2 separate regions of the Mus musculus genome follow, and region 2 is linked to region 1. Evidence: chromatin contacts called from public Micro-C data. All regions are on one chromosome and are shown on one strand. Each heading gives the region's core, a stretch centred on a gene start, on an enhancer-like site or on the middle of the called end of the contact. The rest is flanking DNA. Distances are from core to core; before and after follow the strand shown. Region 1 holds the start of Pkd1 (polycystin 1, transient receptor poteintial channel interacting). Region 2 holds the start of Hs3st6 (heparan sulfate (glucosamine) 3-O-sulfotransferase 6).

Evidence for each region. A called contact is a pair of places that touch in the nucleus more often than the background predicts.
Region 2: a Micro-C map of embryonic stem cells shows a contact between it and region 1, with 5 times the contacts expected there. The contact joins the promoter of Hs3st6 here to the promoter of Pkd1 in region 1. A contact is called at or near these places in 1 of 484 Hi-C or Micro-C datasets (embryonic stem cells), 1 of 115 datasets of contacts at active chromatin or transcription factors (pancreatic cancer cells) and 2 of 9 other capture datasets (adipose tissue and pancreatic islet).

What each region holds. Positions count from the first base shown.
Region 1 is chr17:24,546,720-24,552,271 of GRCm38.p6, reverse strand. Pkd1 (polycystin 1, transient receptor poteintial channel interacting) reads right to left here and starts at 2,322. Exons shown (of 46, transcript NM_013630.2): 1 at 1,795-2,322. The coding sequence starts at 2,009. LOC115488769 (a long non-coding RNA gene) reads right to left here and starts at 1,788. Exons shown (of 2, transcript XR_003952238.1): 1 at 1-1,788. Gm33508 (predicted gene, 33508) reads right to left here. Exons shown (of 3, transcript NR_169077.1): 3 at 5,493-5,552.
Region 2 is chr17:24,749,698-24,755,249 of GRCm38.p6, reverse strand. It overlaps Hs3st6 (heparan sulfate (glucosamine) 3-O-sulfotransferase 6), which reads right to left and starts at 2,262. Exons shown (of 2, transcript NM_001012402.2): 1 at 1,752-2,262. The coding sequence starts at 2,164.

The DNA of each region.
Region 1 (5,552 bases), core at 1,073-3,572:
CCTCAGCCGGTTAAGTCTCTTAGAAGCAGTGTTGGAGGTAGAAATAAAAATGTGAATTCTTTACCCATCTGTCCACACATGAGGTCTATCAGATGTCTCTTCCCACAATGTGAGGGGCTAATATCTTGAGAACCGTATGAAGTCAGTCAAGCTATTAGCTCTCAGAAAACCCCTTGTACCAAACCCAGGGCAACCGCTCAAGCTTCACTGCCGAGCAGAGCCCACAGACTTGTAGGCTCTCATCTTTCATTCCCTAGACAGCTCCTGGGAGGTCAGCAGAGGGTGAAGAAGGAGCCAACAGGAGCTGGACCTGACTCCTACAGATACCAGGTAGCAGAGAGAAAGAAGTGCCCTCATTCATAGCATCCATAAATCTGGATCAGATGCAATTCTGTGGATCCTATTAGATAGCAAAAGGGGATCCATCTCCAGAGACAGCTGCACCACAAATGCTACAGTGGTCAAGGAACACAATCATAGGAACCCAAATCTCAGCTCCATACTAGGGTGAAGTCACCAAGCCCATTATAAAAACCAGTGAAAGGGACCATTTCTACTTTAACAAGTTCCTGAGGGAATTGCAGCAAGAACTACTGTGGCTGAAGTGCCCAGGAAGTCTAAGAGGTTGGAATCAGCCGGGCAGTGGTGGTGCACACCTTTAATCCCAGCACTCGGGAGGCAAAGGCAGGCGGATTTCTGAGTTCCAGGACAGCCTGGATTACAGAGTGAGCTCCAGGACAGCCAGGGCTATACAGAGAAACCCTGTCTTGGGGGAAAAAAACAAAAACAAAACAAAACAAAACAAAAAAAAAACCGGTTGGAATCAGTTAATCCTGAGACAAATTACTGCAGTCTGCAATCTCCTCTTAACATTTTTGATCCAACCCTGGTTGCCAACACTGCAAAGGTCCAAACCTAAGCTATGATGTCTAGGCTGTGATACCTTGAAAATACATCGCATCTCCAAGCTTCTTTCCTCACCTGTAAAACAGAGGTCTGGCTCTACGCCAGAGAACTGGACTAAGAATTAAGTGTGATAATCTATAAAAAGAGACTAGTTAAGCCTGGTTCAAGATGTTGATCTCTCAGTGAGATTTGCCTGTTACTTTCAGAAGGCAAAACTGCCGAAATGGCAAATGTTTTAACCCCTCCTGGCAATTTCCCCTCCCTAAGTACCACTAGAGGCCCACATCCATCACACCCTCTACTCCCTAACACTTCTCCAGCAGTCACTATGTGTGGCCAACCTCAGGCCAGGCCGCTGGACCAACCTTTTGTCCCTTAAACATAGTCAATTCTTACACATCCATAAAATTCTTGTCGAGACTCTTCCCCTAGAGGCCAGCTCTGAGCCCCAACAGAAATCTCCAACCCCAGGATACACCTCAATTAGTCTCTAATTAACGTTTATTCCGCAACCTCCTACCACGCCCCACGCACTGTTGTAGCTCCTGTTTGAGGAGCCCCGCAACGTAAAACGTCAGTCTTCGTAGGAACTGGGATTTTTGGCTACTCTTCTGGGTCACGCCGGCTGAGGTCCAAGGTTTTCCTTATTTAGTCGGGCCGACATCCCTGCTGGAGCCTCGCCCTAGGAGCGGCCAGGCCCCGCTGCGTCTTGCGGCCCGAGCTCAGGACCGCGCCCACGCTCTGCGGCCGACAGCCCGGCAAAGCTCCAGAAGGGCTCTATCTACCTCAGCCCTGCTCCCGCCGGACCCAGTCATGATGCTCTAGCCAGGCCGCCCGCCGCCATGGCAACCGCCTGCCCGCCTGCACTGCCTCGGCGCAGCTACTCACAGCGCGGTGGCGTCAGCCGGGATGCGCAGACTCGGCCCTAGCGTCTGCAGCCAGCGGCCGGAGCAATTGACGCGGCAGGCGGCGTCGGGCGCAGGGCCGCAAAAGCAGGGGAGCGGGCAAGGCCCGCAGCCGCGCCCAGGGTCTCCGGCCAGCGCTCCGAGCCACAGGCCCAGGCCTAGGGCCAGCGCCAGGAGAGCAGGCGCGCCGAGCGGCATCGTCAGCGCAGCCCGCGCATGGCCCCGGTTCCCCGAGGCCCCTTGCGCCGGCAGCCGCAGTTCAGGAGGGGCCCGCGGACCTCATGGTGCGGCACGGGGCTGAATGCCGCGGCGGCCGTGGCCCGTCTGCGGTGCGACAGCTGCTCAGCGCTCTGGGGCAGGCCGCACCTCAGGGCCTTGGCCGCCTGCTCGCGCATTCGCGCTGCACTGCAGACCCAGCGCCAGCTCCTCCTCCTCCCCCACCTCCGGCGTGGGGCGGGGCGCCCTCAGACTCCGCCCCTGCGCTTCCAAGTTGGCTGTAGGTGGGACTGGATGAAGAGAAGGCCTTCACAGGCTCCGCCCTCTTCATTGCAGATCCTGCAGTAGGCGGGGCCTGAAGGAAGGGCGCCCTCAGAGGCTCCGCCCAGTGAGCGTGAGCCTTGGTGGGCGGGGTCTCACGGGAGGGGAGTCCTCCGGAGGCCCCGCCTTCTGCACCGCTGGGTCTGCTGCAGACCAGGCTTGAAGGTGGAGGAAGCTCCGCCCCCTCTGCTGCGGCGTTTCGAGCCCCGAGTCAGGCTGCGGTTTGAGCAGCTGCCCGCTTAGGCTGTCCCCTACCCACAACGGCTGGAGAGCTTATGGCTATTCACCCTGCTTTCCCGAGTTCCCCCTTGAAGTCCTCTGGCTGTTGAGGCCTTCTTGGAGTCAGTAGGTTTCTTCGCTCCTAGCCTTCTGCAATCAACAGTCACAATATTAAAAACACTAGTAGGTGCAGAAGAGAGGGCTCAGCACTGGGTGGTGGTGGCAAAGACTTTAATCCCAATACTCGGGTGGCAGAGGCAGGTGGATCTCTGAGTTCAGAGCCCAGCTTGGTCTACAGAGTGAGTTCCAGGACAGCTAGGGATATACCGAGAAACCCTGTGGAGGTGGGGGGTCGGTTAGCGGATAAAGGAAGCCTAATCAGCTGAGTCCTCTCCCGAAATCCACGTACACAAATCCAACTTATACAAAGTTGTCCTCTGGCCGCAACACCCTGGCCATAGCATGCGCTCTACACTGATAATAAATTAAAAAAACAAAACAAAACAAAAAACCCTGCGACCTACAGTTTCTGGGTGCCAGCTGTGCGAGCTTCCACTTCGCAAGTCTTCTCTGACCCTGGAGAGTACCGCCGACCTGAGTCAATAAATACTTGCTGCGTCATATCATGGACCTCTGCCAGAGCATGCTGCAGAGGCTCAGAAGTGATGCATGAGATTGAGCTCACCTGGAGTGGGTGCAGTTTAGCGCCGTGCCCTCCACCACTCCGCGCAGACCACCCTGCGGAGGTGCTGGGGAGACGCTGTACCACCCGCCCACCCGCCAAGCAGCTCCATCTCAGGCTTCAGTCTCCAGGTACTGTAGATCCTTGTGCGCAGGAGCTAAAGACAAAATTAAATTGAGAGAAAAGACTCCAACCATAGCACCGGGGAGTAATCCTTGAAAAAAATGTTTAGACGTCCAAATACCAAGAACTACACAGGAAATATTCAAAAAGGGAAAGAAAAATTAAATTAAAAAGGGAGAGAAAAGTCCACAAAGACAGGAAGTTGATGAGTGCCTTGAGACTGGAGGAAAGGGGTGGGACGTTCTTTGGGGCCAATAAGCATGTTTGTTCCGTAATTAGACGAGTGAATGAACAGCCTTATTAAATATATTGAAACGCACAGAAGCCGGGTGAGGTGGCACACGCCTTTAATCCCAGTACTCAGGAGGCAGGGGCAGGCAGATTTCTGAGTCCAAGGCCAGCCTGGTCTACAGAGTGAGTTCCAGGAAAGCCAGGGCTACACAGAGAAACCCTGTCTCGAAAAACAAACAAACAAACAAAACCAACTCACAGAGCATGCATGGTAGCATGCGCTTCTCAGGCCAGTACTCTAGAGTGAGAGGTTCCTAAAAGCTCCTGACCAGACTACTTAATTAATTTCTCACAGGACTTCCAAGGACACCCTTTTAACCTCTCTCAGCTCCTTCATGGATGAGAATAACAAATACCCATACAAAAAACATAACTTTTTTTTTAATTTTCTGAGGCAGGGTTTGACTGTATAGTGGTCCTGGATGTCCTACAACTCATTCTGTAGACCAGGCTGGCCTTAAACTCACAGAGATCATCTACCTACCTCTGCCTCCTGAGAGCTGGGATTAATGAGTAGTGACACCAGGCTTGGCTTAAATATTCTTAAAAACAATACTAGATATCACGCTTGGGGAATCGTATCTCAATTTTATGTTAGTATGTGTGTGCATGTGTGTGTTCATGCATGCAGGTTCGGACAACATCTCACTAGATAGCCCTAGCTGGCCTGGAGCTCAGATATGAACCTGCTTTTGCCTCCAGATTAAAGGCATGCTCTCCCCCACATCTAACTCATTTGGGGTTTTTTGTTTTGTTGTATTTTTCTCACACTGTAGCCCAGGCTCGGCCTCAGACTTAAGACAATTCCTGCCTCAGCCTCCTGAATGTTGGGGTTACAGGTTTAAACCATCATATCTGATTAACAGTTATGCTTTACAGATAAGGCAAGTTTTGTGTTTTTTTTTTTTAATTTTTAGACAATATTTCACCATGTAGCCCTGGCTGATCCCTATGTGAACCAGGCTGACCTTGAACTCACAGAAACCTACCTCCCTCTGCCTTTAGAGTGCTGGAACTAACGGTGTACACCACTTCACACAGCAATAGTTTTGTTTTTGTTTTGTTTGTTTTTTGAGACAGGGTTTCTCTGTATAGCCCTGGCTGTCCTGGAACTCACTTTGTAGACCAGGCTGGCCTCAAACTCAGAAATCCGCCTGCCTCTGCCTCCTGAGTGCTGGGATTAAAGGCGTGTGCCACCACTGCCCGGCTGTTGTTTTTCAAGACAGGGTTTCTTTGTGTAGCCAGGCTGGCCTCAAACTCACAGAGATCTTCCTGCCTCTGCTGGGATTAAAGGCATATACCACCAAATTATATATATATATAATTTATTTTATAGGGCTAGGCACAGTGGTGGCACACTCTGTAACCCTAACACTGGTGAGGCAAAGGAAAGATCTGAGTTTAAAGCCAGCCTGGTCAACATAGCTGACTCCTGGCCAGCCAAGGCTATATAGTGAGACATCTCTCAAAAAATATCTTTTTAAGCCGGGCGTGGTGGCACACATCTTTAATCCCAGCACTTGGGAGGCAGAGGCAGGCAAATTTCTAAGTTCAAGGCCAGCTTGGTCTATAGAGTGAGTTCCAGCACAGCCAGGGCTATACAGAGAACCCCTGTCTTGAAAAAACAAACAAACAAAAAATATATAAATAAAATAAAATAAAATATCTTTTTAATTCTGTGTGTGCATGTGTATACATTTGCAAGTGTGTGGTGTACTCCATTAATTCCAGCACTTGGGAGGCAGAATCAGACAGATCTCTGAGTTCAAGGCCAGCCTGGTCCTCAAAGTAAGTTCTAGGACAGCCAGGGCTACAGAGAGAAACCCTGTCTCGAAAAAAAGGTCAGACAGACAGAAGGAAAGGGAGAAAAAGAGAAAAGCTACAAACTA
Region 2 (5,552 bases), core at 1,013-3,512, 200 kb before region 1:
TTTAACCATCCATGGCCACACTGAGAATCTGAGGCTAACATGTGCTACAAGAGACCCTGTCCCAAAAGTAGCAGCAACAAAGCCAAAGAAATAATGTAATGGAGAAGCAGAGAAGATAATAGTTGTGCAAAAAGCAACCCAGGGCCCCTCTGCTGAGTCCAGCAGATACACGGGTCACTGCCTGAATGAGGCAGATCACAGCCCAAGATGAGCAGTACCTCCCCAGTGGCTGCTCCTCTCCCACCTCCCTCCCTCAGCCCAGGTCCTGTGACTGGAGATACCACCATGGTATCAGGTGGTAACTTTCAGAGGCTCAGTGCATGCATGTGATGGGTTGAAGGGACATTACCTGAGAAGCTGCCACCAGAGAGCTATAGCCAAGTGAAGAAGACACTAGGCTATACAGTCCCGAATCCCAGACAGGCCACTTAGCTTACTCCACACTTCTGAGCAAATCCAGAGCAGCAAACCACAGAGGATAACCCTGAGTAGGGTGGGGCCTCGGGTCCCTCCCTTCCCCAGCATCCTCTGCACACTTCCACATGGATCCTGAAGCTGTGCTGTGTCCTGAACGCTCCCTCCTCCCATGCTGAGAACATCAGTGTTCCCGAGAACCTCTCCTCGGGTAGTACTGACCCTTAGAGGTCTCGAGCTTGTTCTCTCCCAAACCCGTTAAGACCGGTCTTAGTGCAAAAGGCAGAGTTAGCAAACGGGAGTACAGAAGAACCCGGGAAACAGTCAGTGTGCCACCCGCACTGACTCTCCAGGTTATCATGGCTCAGCTCGGGCTTGCAGAAGAGGCAAGCCAATATAGCCCCATTTCCCTACATGAAGGAGCAGGGGGCCCTCGATGCCTGCAGGAGGCGGTGGGCGGAGCCTGTGGGTAGTCACACCAGAAGGGAGGAACCAGAATCTGACCATCCACCAGGACATACTGCTGTACCTGGGGTAGTGCTCCCCACATTCCACTGCTGCATCCCAAGTCCTCCTGTATGTAGAAAGGACAGCTACAGAAGGGTGTATTCCAGTCCCCACCCTTGGGCTAAACCAAAGAGCAGAGTCTCCCTCCTCAAAGCCCAGACCTAACTTTCTTCAGACTCCAGCAGCTATAGAGGGCTCCCTGATGCAGGGTGAGGGAGAGATTCTTAGGGGTGGAAAGGCACTTTCTAGAACACTTCTGGAAACCTGGAGGCCCTTCCAAAATATACTTGACTAGTGGTCAGATAATTACCAGTACTTACCCAGAGTTATAGCAGGGAATGGACAGACACGAAGGGATGATAAAGTGACTGAGCTCCAAGTATCTCTAAGGCTGCCAAGTAGCTCCACCGGGATTATATTGATATAAACCATAATAATATATGGATATATATTAGTAGCTTAGTGGTAGAATACTCGTTTAGTACATTTGAGGCTTCAGGTTCAATTCCCTGACCCTCTAAAAAGGAAAGTCTACCTGCCCAGTTATCTCACTCGCTTGAAACTACTTTCAAGATAGGATCATGCCTCGCTGAGTCCCTTGGCCACCCAACAGGAGAACAGAGTTTTCTCTGAGATTTTCTAATTCCTGCGACCCTTGGCTATAGATGGCCTCTCCTTCGAGGGTCGCTGTGCCCAGGAAATCAAGGCTATTTCCCTAACAGGCTTGTTTTAGACCCAGTGCCCAGGATTCTACCCTACTCATCCTGGGTTCTAAGAAAGCACAGTCCAAGGCACACACCGACGAGGCGCGGACCAGCAGGGACGCTCACCGGTACCAGGCGAGGCCGCGATCATAGCACCTGTCGAAGAAGTGGGGTTCAGAGCCAAGTGCACGGACGTCGGGGTGCAACCGCAGGAACTCCAGCAATGCGCGCGTGCCGCCTTTCTTCACACCCACAATGAGCGCCTGAGGAAAGCGCCGGCGCCCCGGGCCGCTGGCCACCGGCAGGCCGGGTGCTCTCAGACGGAGGGAGGTGTGGGGCGGCTCGGCGGGTGCAGGAACCGGAGCAGGGGCGCGGGCGGCAGGTGGACAGCGGCCGGGGAGGGCGAAGAGGCAGTAGGCGCTTAGCAACAGAACTACGAGCGCCAGCGGAGCACGGAGAGCACGCAGTGCAGTCCCCTGGCCCGTCCCCGCACCCTGGAGGTCACCGGCCCCGCCGCCCAGGCCACCGCTACCTGCCATGGGGTCGCTTCGCGCTCAGGCTCGGGAGCGGGAACCGCAGACAGGTGCGCATCCCGGCTATAGTGCGTCGCCCGCTCAACCCCAGGGCGCCCGGCTTCTGGGTTGAGCTCCGCAGCCTCGCAACCCTGGAGCCGGAGAGGGGCGGGGCGGGGCGGGGCGGGGCGGGGCGGGGCGGGGCGGGGCCGAGACGCCCCTCCCCAGCCCTCGCCTGGGACTAGCGACTCCAGCTAACTTCCAGAGCGACCAGGAGCTATCCCAGCTACCCCAACACTCCTCCTGAGCTGGTCTCCGGTTCGCTTGGCTCCAAAGTCTTCGCTCTTACACTACGGGAATGCGTGGCGCGGAGGGACACAAGACTGGGCGAGTGGGAATCCCCGTTCTGTCCTTTAAAAGTCTATCTCTGCCCCTTTGGACCAGGGCGACAGGTGTGCGGCCTCAGCCCCTGTTTCCCGGAGCCAGGGCCTCATCACCGGAGGACACCGTGTCCAGGAATCGCCTGTGCAGGAAGGATGGAGCCAGGCATACATCCGGCGCGGAAAGGGTCCCCATGCATCTTTGAGCCTGTGACAGGAATGCTTGTTGCATTACTTGCCAACAGTCCACCTAGCCATTCATTAGGGTGGGAGCCCTGCCCTGTGGAGAGAGCTTGTCCGATAGTCGGGCCACCATTTTAAAGTCCTTGTATCAAATAGAGCTGGCCTCCCCAAGATGTCAGTGATCCCTTCGGGAAATTGCAAAGCGGTGACACGCCCCCTCGCCCCCCAGGAGTGAAAAGGCCTGTACTAGGAGGCAGGGGAGGCATCTGGGTTCTGTCTGTGGAGCTTCCTCTGAGCATAGTGAGATTCCCGGGGCCCTCACATGTGTGAAACCTACCAGACACTGCAGAAACTTCTCACCCACCCACCCACCCCCACCCCACCCACCCACCCCCACCCCACCCCCGCGCCTCCATGTCCTGTTCCTGGCTCACCGAGTCTACAAAGCTGCTTACTAGGAATGCAGAGGAGGAAAGACTCCATCCAGGATGCCGAATAAGTTGCCCTGACCAGGGAAAAGGTAACGGCGCCTCTTCTTTCTGCCTCTGTCCGACTTTCCTGGCTGCCCAGTCTAGTCCCTGCCCCAGTACCCTTACTCAGCCTCTGCCCTCGGCTCTGTTTATTAATCAGCAGTCCGTGGGTCTCATGGCATCTGAACAAGTCTCACACTGCAGGCTGCCTCTGAGGGACAGAAAACTCCAATGACCCACAGACATTTAGTTCCCACCCTGAGGGCAGCTAGGTACAAGGGGGACATGCACCACCCAAAACTAGTCCCAGACACCAGAGCTACATTTGCTTGTCAGGGCAAGCTGGTGCCAGCAGCCCTGTGGGCGGGTTTTTAGTCCAGCACTGTCTGGGAAGCATGTTAGTACATGTAGGGACCTAGGAAGTTCTTCTTCGGATCTAGCTGTAAATGGGATTTGTTGAAGACAAGCTGGTTCTCCTCTGAGCACTCCCAGGGAGGTCCCATACTGCCCGATTACACCTTCACAGTCTGAGTTGTCACCACTTGAGACTTAGTCCCTGGTAATCCCCCCATCTCCTCAGTGCTGGCTAAGTTCCTACCTCCTGCTGGTGATTTCCTCTGCAGGATGCCTTTCCACAGGGCAGAAGACTCTCCAGGAGACACTGGCCCGGAGCAGCTGAGAGTTTGGAAGCTGACTCTCTTTCTCCATCTTCCCTCTGGCTCTCTTGGCGGGAAGGGGTACAAATCTGGAGATCCCCCTGATGGCACCCATTCCCAAGCTCTCCAAAACTCCTAACATGGTGCTGGCATGCAGAGACTACTCAATACATACTGATTAGAGAGGAGAGGGTAGAAAAGGCATTCTGGAGGTGATGGCCAGATAAGAAGTTAACCAAATTCAGGCAGAAGAGGGAGTGGTAATGGCTGCTCAGCAGAACACAACAGCCAGAGAGATTGGAATGGGAATGCAAGCTCATCTTGCAAGGAGATAGGAGAGGAGAAGGGCCTATTAAAGTCCCTTCCTCTGGCCCATGGCCACAGGCTACGGCCACCATCAAGTCTTTGGGGTGATAGCTTTCTTGAGGTTCAGCTCACATACTATTCAAAACTAGACATCATTGACTTCCAGAACGTTCATCATGTTGTGCAAATATGGCTATCATCGACTTAAATGTTTATTTTAGATTTTATTTTGTTATTTACGTGTAGGACTGGATTTTTTGCCTGCCACTTATGTGTGCATACCACATGTGCCTAGTGTATGAGTATGTCAGAAGAGAGTGTCTGGTCCTCTGGGACTGGAGTTACAGACAGTTATGAGATTCCATGTGAGTGCTAGGAATTGAACTTGAGTCCTCTGGGAAAGCACCCAGTGCTCTAACCACTGGTCCCACACCCACACCTATCAATTTTAAAATATTTTTATCACCCTCCAAAAGAATCCTAGACCCATTAGCAGTCATCCCCTGTTTTCTCTCTTTCAGCATGCATGATAACAAGTCGCCAGTGTGTTTTCTGTTTCTCTGTGCTCACTGGTCTATCACAGACTCATCCAGAGTCTATCAGTTTGCCTCTGACTTCTCTCTGAGCACCACTATTTCCGGGGGCTTCCACAGTGTGGCATGTCAAGGCTCCGTTCCTTTTGTGTCTCACCTGTGGGAAATTTCTGTGGGTCCAAGGTACACCCTCTGAGTGCTGATAGACTCCATTTACCCTGAACCACCACCTTCATGGAGCGCTGGGCTTTAGGGAAGCCCTGAGACACTACTTAGGGGATGGGAAAACACAGTCTAAGGTGAGGGAGGCTGAAGCTGGGGTTCTTTGACTCCCAGGCATCCAGTCACCAATGGGGTGCTGCACAGAGGAGTCAGGAATGAAGGATCAGGGATCCATGGAACCCGCAAAGAGGTCAGAACTGGGTGCTCCCAAACTCCTGGATAGCTAGGTGCTGCTGGGTCAGGAGGAGTTGGGAAGGGAGTTGGAACCTGCGGGCTGAGGACTATTGATGGACGATGAACCTGGGCCAGGGAAATGGGGGATTCTGGCTTAGCTCATTGGCAAAGGTCCTTAACTTGGTGGTTTTCTGGAAGTGCAGAGAGGTCTTCTACAGGAGACTTAGGCTGCAGCTTTGTAGGCCCAAGGCCTTCTCCATGATCCCCACAGTGGTTTCAGTGGAAGAGAGAGTCCTTGGTTCTAAACTGTTTATTGGTTGTTCATGGTGGAAAATGGATGCATACCAACTTCTTTTTTTTTTTAAGATTTATTTATTTATTTATGTATTTATTATATGTAAGTACACTGTAGCTGTCTTCAGACGCACCAGAAGAGGGCATCAGATCTCATTACAGGTGGTTGTGAGCCACCATGTGGTTGCTGGGATTTG